Linked DNA regions of Oryzias latipes: region 1 is linked to region 2. The links are chromatin contacts, called in public Hi-C maps. All regions are on one chromosome and are shown on one strand. Each heading gives the region's core, a stretch centred on a gene start, on an enhancer-like site or on the middle of the called end of the contact. The rest is flanking DNA. Distances are from core to core; before and after follow the strand shown.

Region 1 (4,423 bases), core at 1,264-3,763, 280 kb after region 2:
ATTGGGTTTGAATCCCAACTTTACACACATAATTGAAGTGCAAAGGCTTGTTCTAGTGTCTCTTTAAAGTCATCTTCAGACTAACATGGAGTCAGTGAAGTGAACTGCGGACCTCAGTGATGCTCGTCTGGATGTTCTGGTTCTGGCCGTGCTGCTGCGTTGTGGACTAACTGGAGACGGTTCAGTGACACCAAAGTACAGAGAACTACGATCATTTATGCCAGAGGGAATCGTGGCCTCCAGCCCTACTTTACATCATCAACGCACTCTAAACGTTCTTTGAGCCCCTTTCACCCAAACTGAGGGGCGGATCTATCTGCAGATGATCTGCGTAACAATGAAAAGACGTCCTGTTGAGCAACAACAGCAGCAGGACCCAGGATAGACCCCTGGGGAGCCCCACGGGACAGAGGGGCCACCGATGAGCAGGCCTCACCAATCCTGACAGAAAAACCTGTCCCTGTCAAACGGGACTTCAACCAGTCAAATGTGATGTTCTGGTCGAGACAGGAGAACCGTGTGGTCCAGAACCAGCTGCCTGAACGGACACAACGGCGTCACTGTGGACCTACAGCGGGGCGGAGCCTGATGCTGGAGCAGGATCCGCGGTTCTGAAGTCTTTCTAAATGTGGGTGGAGTCAGATGTGTGACGTCTGGTGTTTGTGCAGCAGAGGAAAGATGAAACTTTCTGTTTCTGTCTGATCGGCTCTCCTGGAGGTTTTCCAAAAGGGTTTGAGTTCAAAATGGCTTTTCAGAGGGTTTCCTTCCTCTGTGCCTGCAGGAGGAGCAAAGAGCGCCGTCGGCTTCATGCATGGAGGCCTGCAGAGAGTCCTCCCAGAAAACAGAGGGGAAGGGGGGGTGGGATCGACCGTGTGAGGAGCTGAGGCCGCCTCAGACCACTGTCAGCATCCCGCCAGAGTGGCGAGCGACAAGCAGACAGCAAACAAACACGGCTCTGAGCTGGAGTGAACGTCGGCTCACGCCGCAGACGTGACACGTGAAGCCCCCCCCTCTGCCCGGGGCGGGGACACCCGTCCTTCCTCTGATGGCGGTCCTCACAAACTGTGGCGCAGACGCAGAGGACACGCTCGTCTCCAGCAGACGTCTCGTGGCGGCCGCTATAAATAAAGCCGATGAGAGCAGCCGGCCACCGACAAGCACACGCCGCCGCGAGGCCGCGTGAGCGTCGCAGAGGCCCCGTCGTCTCCTGGCAAAGCAGGAAGCATGTGAGCTTTAGACGGACAGCGAAGCTTTTATTCAGGCCGAGCCCAGCAACAGGTCAAAGGTGAAGGACGGGTGGAAGGCTGTTGCATCAGGGTGACCTCCATGACCTCCAGTCCATTTAACATTAGTGATGTAAGCAACATGTGAGGTTAGTGTGGGGGGGTCATTGGTCCCAGCTGGGCCCAATAAAACCTGAGAAAGCTGCTCTATGTTTCATACTTCTGTACAGGAAGAGCTTCACATGACAAGCTGATGTCATGAAGAAACCCCCCCATCCAGAACCCCCCCCTCAGATCCAGACATTCGTCAGCGCCGAGTCAGAGCGGAGACGGGCGCCGCTGGAGCGGAGGAGATTTTGTCTAAAGGGGACCGTGAGCGAAGGAGCTCTGATCTCCAGCATGTTTCTTCTCAGCAGACACCCCTGCTCTGATGTTGCTGCACCACTAATGTTTGGTTGGGGGGTGAGGGGCTGTAAGCTAGTGGGAGGAACTGTAACCAAAGGGATGATGGGAAATGAGTACCATGTTGCTACAGTCCCGCCCACAACTCAGAGATGAACTCCTGCTGCTCTGCAGAAACTACGTCCTAGAAAACCACCCAGGTTTTTGGAAATGGCTGAAAATGACATCATCATCATTAAAAGACGACTGGGAACGGTTTGGAAACAGATCAGAAGATGATCGAAACAAGACTTTAAGGAGCAATTTTAGTCAAAGGTAAAAGTCAAAAGTTTGGGTATAAATAAAACTTTAACACAAATAAAAAAGTCCAAAAGCCTTTTTTCAAACTGCAGATTAAGACAAAAACATCCAGTCGGCATACATGGAAGCTCTAGTTGAAGCATTCATCACACGATGGAGATCCTCGTTCCGCTCTGGTCTTCTCTTTCCGTGAAGAAAAGAGGCTGAAAGTGACCCGTTTTTCTTTGCAGCTGGATTTAAATCCTCTTTTGATGGTTTGTAGATTTACCAAAAATGACTCAGCAATCCCAAAAGGGAATAAAGTGGGTTTGGAAGATGGGGAGTAAAACGCCTTATTTTGATCTAAATGTTGTTTTTTGTCATTTTAACCATTTAAACCAAAAGGCATTAACGTTGTGCTTCTTTATCAGTGAAGGCTCCTGATGAACTAAAACTGTTATTTCTGAAATGTCATTTTTGTCTTCATCTACATATATGTTGTTAAAGTTTTAAACCTGCTCTGAAAATGAGCTAAAAATCTATATTTTAAATATCTCATTGATTTCATCTAAAAGACCAGCCAAAGGAAACGTTCTGTTCTTTTTATTCAGGCAGTGTTTGGGGACCTTCCGGGGTCCTCCAGAGGTGATGACGCTTTTTCTGAGACAAAGACGCGAACCCAAAACTTTTTGAACAGATGAATAGATGATCCTTTTTTATGTTTTTTTTTAACTTGTTGAAAACAATGTAAACCTCCGAATAGACGACGGAAGCCGAGCAGGTGATTCCTGAGAGCAGAAACTATTAACAGGTGAGATTTTCCGACATTCGCCTGATCGGCAGAGATTCCAAAACGCTTTTTTGTGCCTAAAATATCCTTTCCGGTAAAGTTCTGCGCGCTGAACGGCGGCTAGATCCTTCGGTGGGTTGGTCACGTGGTGCCCTGCTTTTAATCGGCTCCTAGATGATCACGTCGCTGGGGAAGAAGCCGTCCTGACCGTTTCTGCGATCCACGTCTTTCATTGGCTGATCTACTTCCGGTATCTAGAGACAGAGGAGAGCCGCGCGCCTGTGTTCAAAACCTGAAGTCCGAGAACGGGGTTCCGGTTTCCCAGTGATTGAAGCGTTGCTGAAACCGGGACACGTTGGTCTTCAGCATCAGTGATGATGAGGGTCTGCTTCTTCTTCTTCGCTGAGGAGGAAGCAGACCCAGAATTGACCCGGGGTCAGTGGCGGTTCTACACTAATTTACTCCCTGGGCGAGTAACCCCACCAGCGCCCCCCCCCCCCCCCCCCCCCCCCCGCGCACACATACAACATCCTGTTGTGTTCCCTATCTTCTATTTAGCCATTTTACTCAAAAAATGCATGAATTTTCTAGACTCGTATTACAGGGGGGTCAAACTCAGTCACACAGGGGCCTAAGTTAAAAACACGCTTAAGGTTTTGAGCCGAAGAAGATAAAGATTTACTGAACTACACACTAAAGCTAAACTTTTAAACCTTTTACACTGAACTTTTTGAACATAAATATGAATAAAAACAGGAACATTAATCCAGAATAACTCAAGTTAAACCTTAAATAACTTGTAATATTTTGTTCTCCATTTAAATATATTCTGTCAACATTATACAAATATGAACATGCTGCAGGACAAAAAACAAAGAAAGCCTGGAAATATTAATAAGAAATTACATATCAAATAATTCCATTTTTTTGCTCTTTCATCATTTTTTAGAGCATTTTTTTTTAGAGCTGGACTCCTGCTTCATTTTTAGCAATAATTTCTTAATGTGTGACGTCCTGTGTGTGTCTTTGTGAAACATAACAGAGGGATTAGATCTAAAAAATAAAACTTATTGTGATTAATATGTTTAGGTCTTATAAAACATTAAAGACTAAATCATAGAACTGATCAGTGGGATTACTCCAAAAATATTTGGCAGTTCCCTAAATTTGTGCAACACCAACAGTAGAAATCCTCCAAAAAACTTCAATCCATATAAAATGGTCTGCGCTCATCCCCCCCCCCCCTTCCCCTTCCCTCTCACACACGCGGCTCCGTCTCCATGACGACAGGCGCAGCTGCGGCCCAGAGTTGATTGTCAGATAGAAAAAGACTCCCATCACACCAGTTAGTGTGATTCAGCCAGCCACCGGCGAGTTGCGCTCCCCTCTCGAGTTTTTTTTACTTATGTTCCAAAGACTACCGCAAAGAGGTGTGGCCGCAAGCGTCTTGCAGCAGAGGGCGGTGGTCACGTGCGCATCGGGTCTGCTGTGTCGGAGCAAAGAATTGTGGGAAATAATCCCCATTGCCTGCTTTTGTCGAAATTGGGTTGAGCACGGATGTTTGTTCTGCCTAAATCCTTTTCATGTGCCTGTTTTACGTTGTTTCACTCTAAATTGTTCTTTTTTTTTTTTTTTTTTTTTTTTGCACCATAAGTGTGAAGAGGAAACAGGAGGAAGACATTATTAAGAGTCTGATGTGTCAAAACAAAAGTATTAAGTGTCGGCTGCT
Region 2 (4,694 bases), core at 1,721-4,220:
TCCTGAGGGTTTCCAAAGCCTTCGGAGCGGCCCAGCTTTGGGCTGGTCCTGGGTGGGGGGCTGTTTGCGTGCTCTGTGCTTCTGTCTCTGCCGGACTCCTCGTCTGCTGAGCCGCCGCCCTGCAGTCTCTTGGAGCAACGGAACCGCAGGTGGGCCAAGAAGGGAAACTCAAACTGGAACCGCTGGTTGCAGTCTGGGCAGGTGTGATGGGCTGAAGCTGCAGGCAGAACCAGGACATTGGATCAAACGTTGGAGCTGTTTTTAATGACGGACTGTCAGAGGATTACTGTCAATAAGTCTTAAGTGGGGAGGGGCTAACTGCTCACCTTTACTCTTTGCGGGGGCCCTGCTGGAGCTGAGCAGCAGCAGGTCGATCAGGTCCGTGCCATACCAGACCAGCAGCTCCTCATCCTTCTCGATGCGTCGAAGTGAGCGATAGAAGAGCTGCCCGTTCTTCACGTAGGCCTCCAGGTTCTGCTCCTCCTTGTCCCGAGCGGACTGGACCAGCCGCAGCCACATCAGACCCTCCGAGGTGCTGTTGGCCGCGGACGTGTCCACCTGCGCGCGCGCAAACAAAGGCTCACTTTTATATTTCCATAAATGTAAAAAAAATCTGGTTTTGATTTTTCCCTGAAAGAAATTAAATTACTCGAGACAAGAAGTCGTTCGGACTCACCCTGAAGATGTACGGAGCCGCGCGCTTGTCGGTGGACTTGAGCGCGAGGAAGGCGATGCTGTCGTACATGGACGTGTGGCTGAGCGCGCACGGCCCGAAGATGGCGTGCGCGGGGATGTCGCACGTGGTGAAGACGCTCGTGAAGATGTCGGTGAGACACTGCTGCACCGCTTTGGCGTCCCCGTCCCAGACCAGCTTCTGAGAGCCGGACTCCTCCATGTCCCACTGCGGGCGCGAGACACGCACACGTGAGCGCGCGGCTTTCACAGTGACCACATACACCAAATAAAGCGGCAAAACTGAGGAACCGTAACCCCTAAATGCTCTTTAGAATTCTTTTTCCTGCCTTTACTCCTGATCCTTCAATCAGGTTTTATTCGTCATTTTAATCTGTTTCAATGGGATGAAGTTATTATACATAATTATTATTGTTGTGGTTATTATAATTATTATTATTATTATTTTATTATTATTATATATTTTTTATTATTATTATTATTACTATTTAACATTATTATTATTTAACATTTTTTTTTATTATTTAACATTATTATTATTATTATTATTATTATTATTATTATTATTATTATTATTATTATTATCATCATCATCAGTATCCTAAGTAGTAGTAGTAGTATTAATATACCAATAATATGTTGCTGTTTTTAAAGGACACATACTGCTTGACCTGTTAATGTGAACATTAACCTATTTTTAAATAATGTTAATTTGTAAATTAGAAAAAGTGTCACTAACATTCCTCGTGGAAGCTCCTCTTCAGCCAAAACTCCCAAAATCCCCGTAAGACTTCCACTTTTAACGAGAATGTGCAGTTTGAAAAATGAAAAGGAAATATTCTGAGCGCGCGCTCCTCCGCACTTTTAATTTGCCAAAGCTCAATAGTCACATTTAACCGGAGAGTCCGGCGGCTTCCCGCCGCCATAGCCTCTTTAGGAACGCACGCACGCGGCAGCGCGTGGCTCCTCATTACCATAATCTCCACTTTTCCTCTGAGACTGTAATTAAAGCAGCACGAGCGGCTTATTATCACCGCTGAGTGCGTGTTCACGCGGCACAAGTGCGCGCGAAAACACGCTCCTCCTGGCTAGAATACACCAACACACTAATAATAATAATAATAATGATAATTTAAAAAAGAATAGTAATAATAACAACAATAATAATGAGGGCCTCGCTGCCTTGGAGGCGTTAAAGTCACGGCGCCGCCAGTTAACAGCCAATAAAATAAATGTGAGCATGAAAAAATAAAGCAGTGAGCGTTCCGGGCCTGAGCCGCCGCGCGTCTTTACGCACCCGCTCCTTTGAATGCAGCTCCAAAAACACGAAAACCAGAGGATTCACCGGTGCAACAGGAACGGGATCATACCGATAAAATTTTTAATTTTTTAATCAAATATACTTGTTGGCATAAAATAAGACCAAAGACAAATGAGGAGAAGCGACGCTTCGGCTGCTCAGGCTCCTCTTTTTATTTGATTCTTTATGAATCAATGTTGATGCCGTGGATCCTAACTAAACTGGAATATTTGTACCTGAAGATGATCCATTTTTCTTGAGGTTTGTGTGATTTAGTGCAGCTGAGCCTTTCTTTAGGACCGCTGCAAACCTGAACGAGCTTTCAGAAAGCAGCTTCCATTCGCGCTCCGTGAGGACGGAACCGACCCAGACGCGGTTCGCAGACACGGACCCTGTTATAATGAAGGTTCTGTGTCCATAAAGTGCTCCTTCAGAGGCAGGCCGAGTGGGTGGGGGATGCTACACCCATATGCTACAGCGGTGCCAGGCGCTCTAAATCAGCGCCGCGGAGCCACATCTGCGCCTTCTCTCCCCTCCGCAGACGCACAGCCTTTAGCGCTCGCAGGACGAACGAAACTCAACCCAGAAATCCTCCAAAACTATCCCGAATCGCGCGTTTGGGCTTCACCTACCTCTGCGTCGACCAGGATGAGCAATAATCCACAAACGGTTGGAGAGCGCAGCTGCGGCGCAGAACCGTCAACAGTCCCGGGAAGAAGCAGCAACTACAATACGGCTCCGGAATCAAGCTGGGGGCTCGGTGGAGGTGGCGGGGCGCTCCCGGGTTGGCCCAGAATCAGTTCATGCCCCCCCCCGGCGCGGTGAAAGTGACAGTGCTGCGGCAGAGGCTCGCCGACGCTGGCGGGGCGGACGGATGAAGGTAGACAGAGGAGCAGACGCAGGCGCACAGATGGGGCCGCAGCTCTGGCTGACTGGCGCGCAGACACACACTTTTTGTTTGCGGCACATAATCTACCCAATGAGGCGTGTCACTCTCCGTCTCCTCCCTTTAACTCTTCCCTGCCCGACTGTCATTAGATGCGATTTATGGACACGGAGGGATAAAGAGCCCCCCTCCCCCCGAACACCTCCTCCCATTATTATTGTAATTCAAATCACAGAAGTTGGTGGTTGTATTGGAGTAAAGTGACATTCAGCCGGTGGGATGCTGGGAAAAAATCTTGAGTTCGATTAATATTGATCACAAAAATAACAAAAATAATAATTATAATATTTTAACATTTAGACGAAATACTTTTAGAAATAAATTAAATGTAAAAAATTAGAAAGGAAAAAACATAAAATGTTTGTCTAAAATCCTGCCCCGCCTGTGATTTAGTTTGCTTTCTTTTTTTGGCTCTTTTTTTTCCTGGGGGGTGGGGGGTGTGTGTGTGTGTCAGGAAATCAATCCCGCGGCGGTGTGCGCTCTGCGTGCGGTCAGACGGACCGCGCGCCCGGCGCATCTCTGCTGCCTGCAGTGTGCTCACGGCCACATAGGGGGCGCCAGAGTACCATTTGCTGACGTTGGAGGCACATATTTTGATGCAGACGGACGACCGTTCAGGGTGGACCCTGACCCCACCTGTGACCCCCACCTGTGACCCCCACCTGTGACCCCGTCAGGACAGAACAGGTGAAGAAGGGAGCTGCAGAGGAGAACTTTCCCTTGAACCTTTATGGCATCTGTGCGGCAGAAACCGAATTTAAGATGTAAGGACTTTTTATTCTGGACATCAACAAGAAAACAGATTTCTGCATCCAAGAGCTGAAAGTGATGAGACTGTTTCAGATTAAACGGATCCGTGACGCTTTGTAGTAAATCTGATTCCCGCTGCTGTGTTTTCCTCCTGAAAATGATTCAATTAAAAAAATTGAATTTTTGCTACACAACAAAAATCCACTTGGATCTTTTTTCTCACCACATTTTTTTGTTTGACTAGAAACAAAGAACAAATGTTTGCAAAATGTAAAAGCTTAGCGAAGAACCAAACGAGTTGCAGAGACTCACACTTTTCCTATAAAGCTTCACACAAACAGCAACTGTCAGCTTCATCACCAAAAAGCAGTTTCAGCCTCGGAGGAAACAGTTGGACTGCAGAGCGAGACAGAAGTGATGCTGACAGGTCTGCAGACAATCAGCTCCTCTTCATCTGCTTCCAATTTCAAATCTCCTTTTTGAATAACTAATTCATAATAACCATGATTCCTTTTTGCTAAAGACGGCAGCATATTAAGGACAAAGCGGAGTGTAAATCCTCAGAAACATTCTGGCCTCACGGAGGAAAAAACAGTTTTGTTTGCACAGAGCTGCAGGTTTTTCCGGTCATCACATGAACACAAAATGATTTATGATGAAATTACAAAATCCATTGACAACTTTCATATTTTTTCCTCCTAAAAACCCAAATGGTAAATGCGGTCCACGGGTTTCTTTGGTATTTGGTGAGTGTTAAAACGACGAGGCTGTTTTCTCTGAGAGCTGCGGACAGCCAGACGCAGATCTGATGGTTTCTGGGAGGCAAAAACAGACGTTCGTCATCACCTCTTCGTCCGTCTTTACGCCGTCGTTTAGGGATTTCTGGTGCAGAAAACATGACTGAGGGTTCATTTTTTTATCTTTGAAAAGAAAGTAATTGACCATAAATGACAATAACCAGTGGAGGGACTGTCTCTTCATTTGCCCTTGTACCTAATGTTATGG

What was found. A called contact is a pair of places that touch in the nucleus more often than the background predicts.
Region 1: a Hi-C map of embryo shows a contact between it and region 2, with 6 times the contacts expected there. The contact joins the promoter of paqr3 here to the promoter of prdm8 in region 2. A contact is called at or near these places in 4 of 5 Hi-C or Micro-C datasets (embryo and gastrula embryo).

What each region holds. Positions count from the first base shown.
Region 1 is chr9:32,736,299-32,740,721 of ASM223467v1, forward strand. It overlaps paqr3 (progestin and adipoQ receptor family member 3), which reads left to right and starts at 2,514. Exons shown (of 7, transcript XM_020706365.2): 1 at 2,514-2,715.
Region 2 is chr9:32,458,239-32,462,932 of ASM223467v1, forward strand. prdm8 (PR domain zinc finger protein 8) reads right to left here and starts at 2,971. Exons shown (of 4, transcript XM_004072846.4): 1 at 2,626-2,971; 2 at 677-901; 3 at 327-558; 4 at 1-217. The coding sequence starts at 895.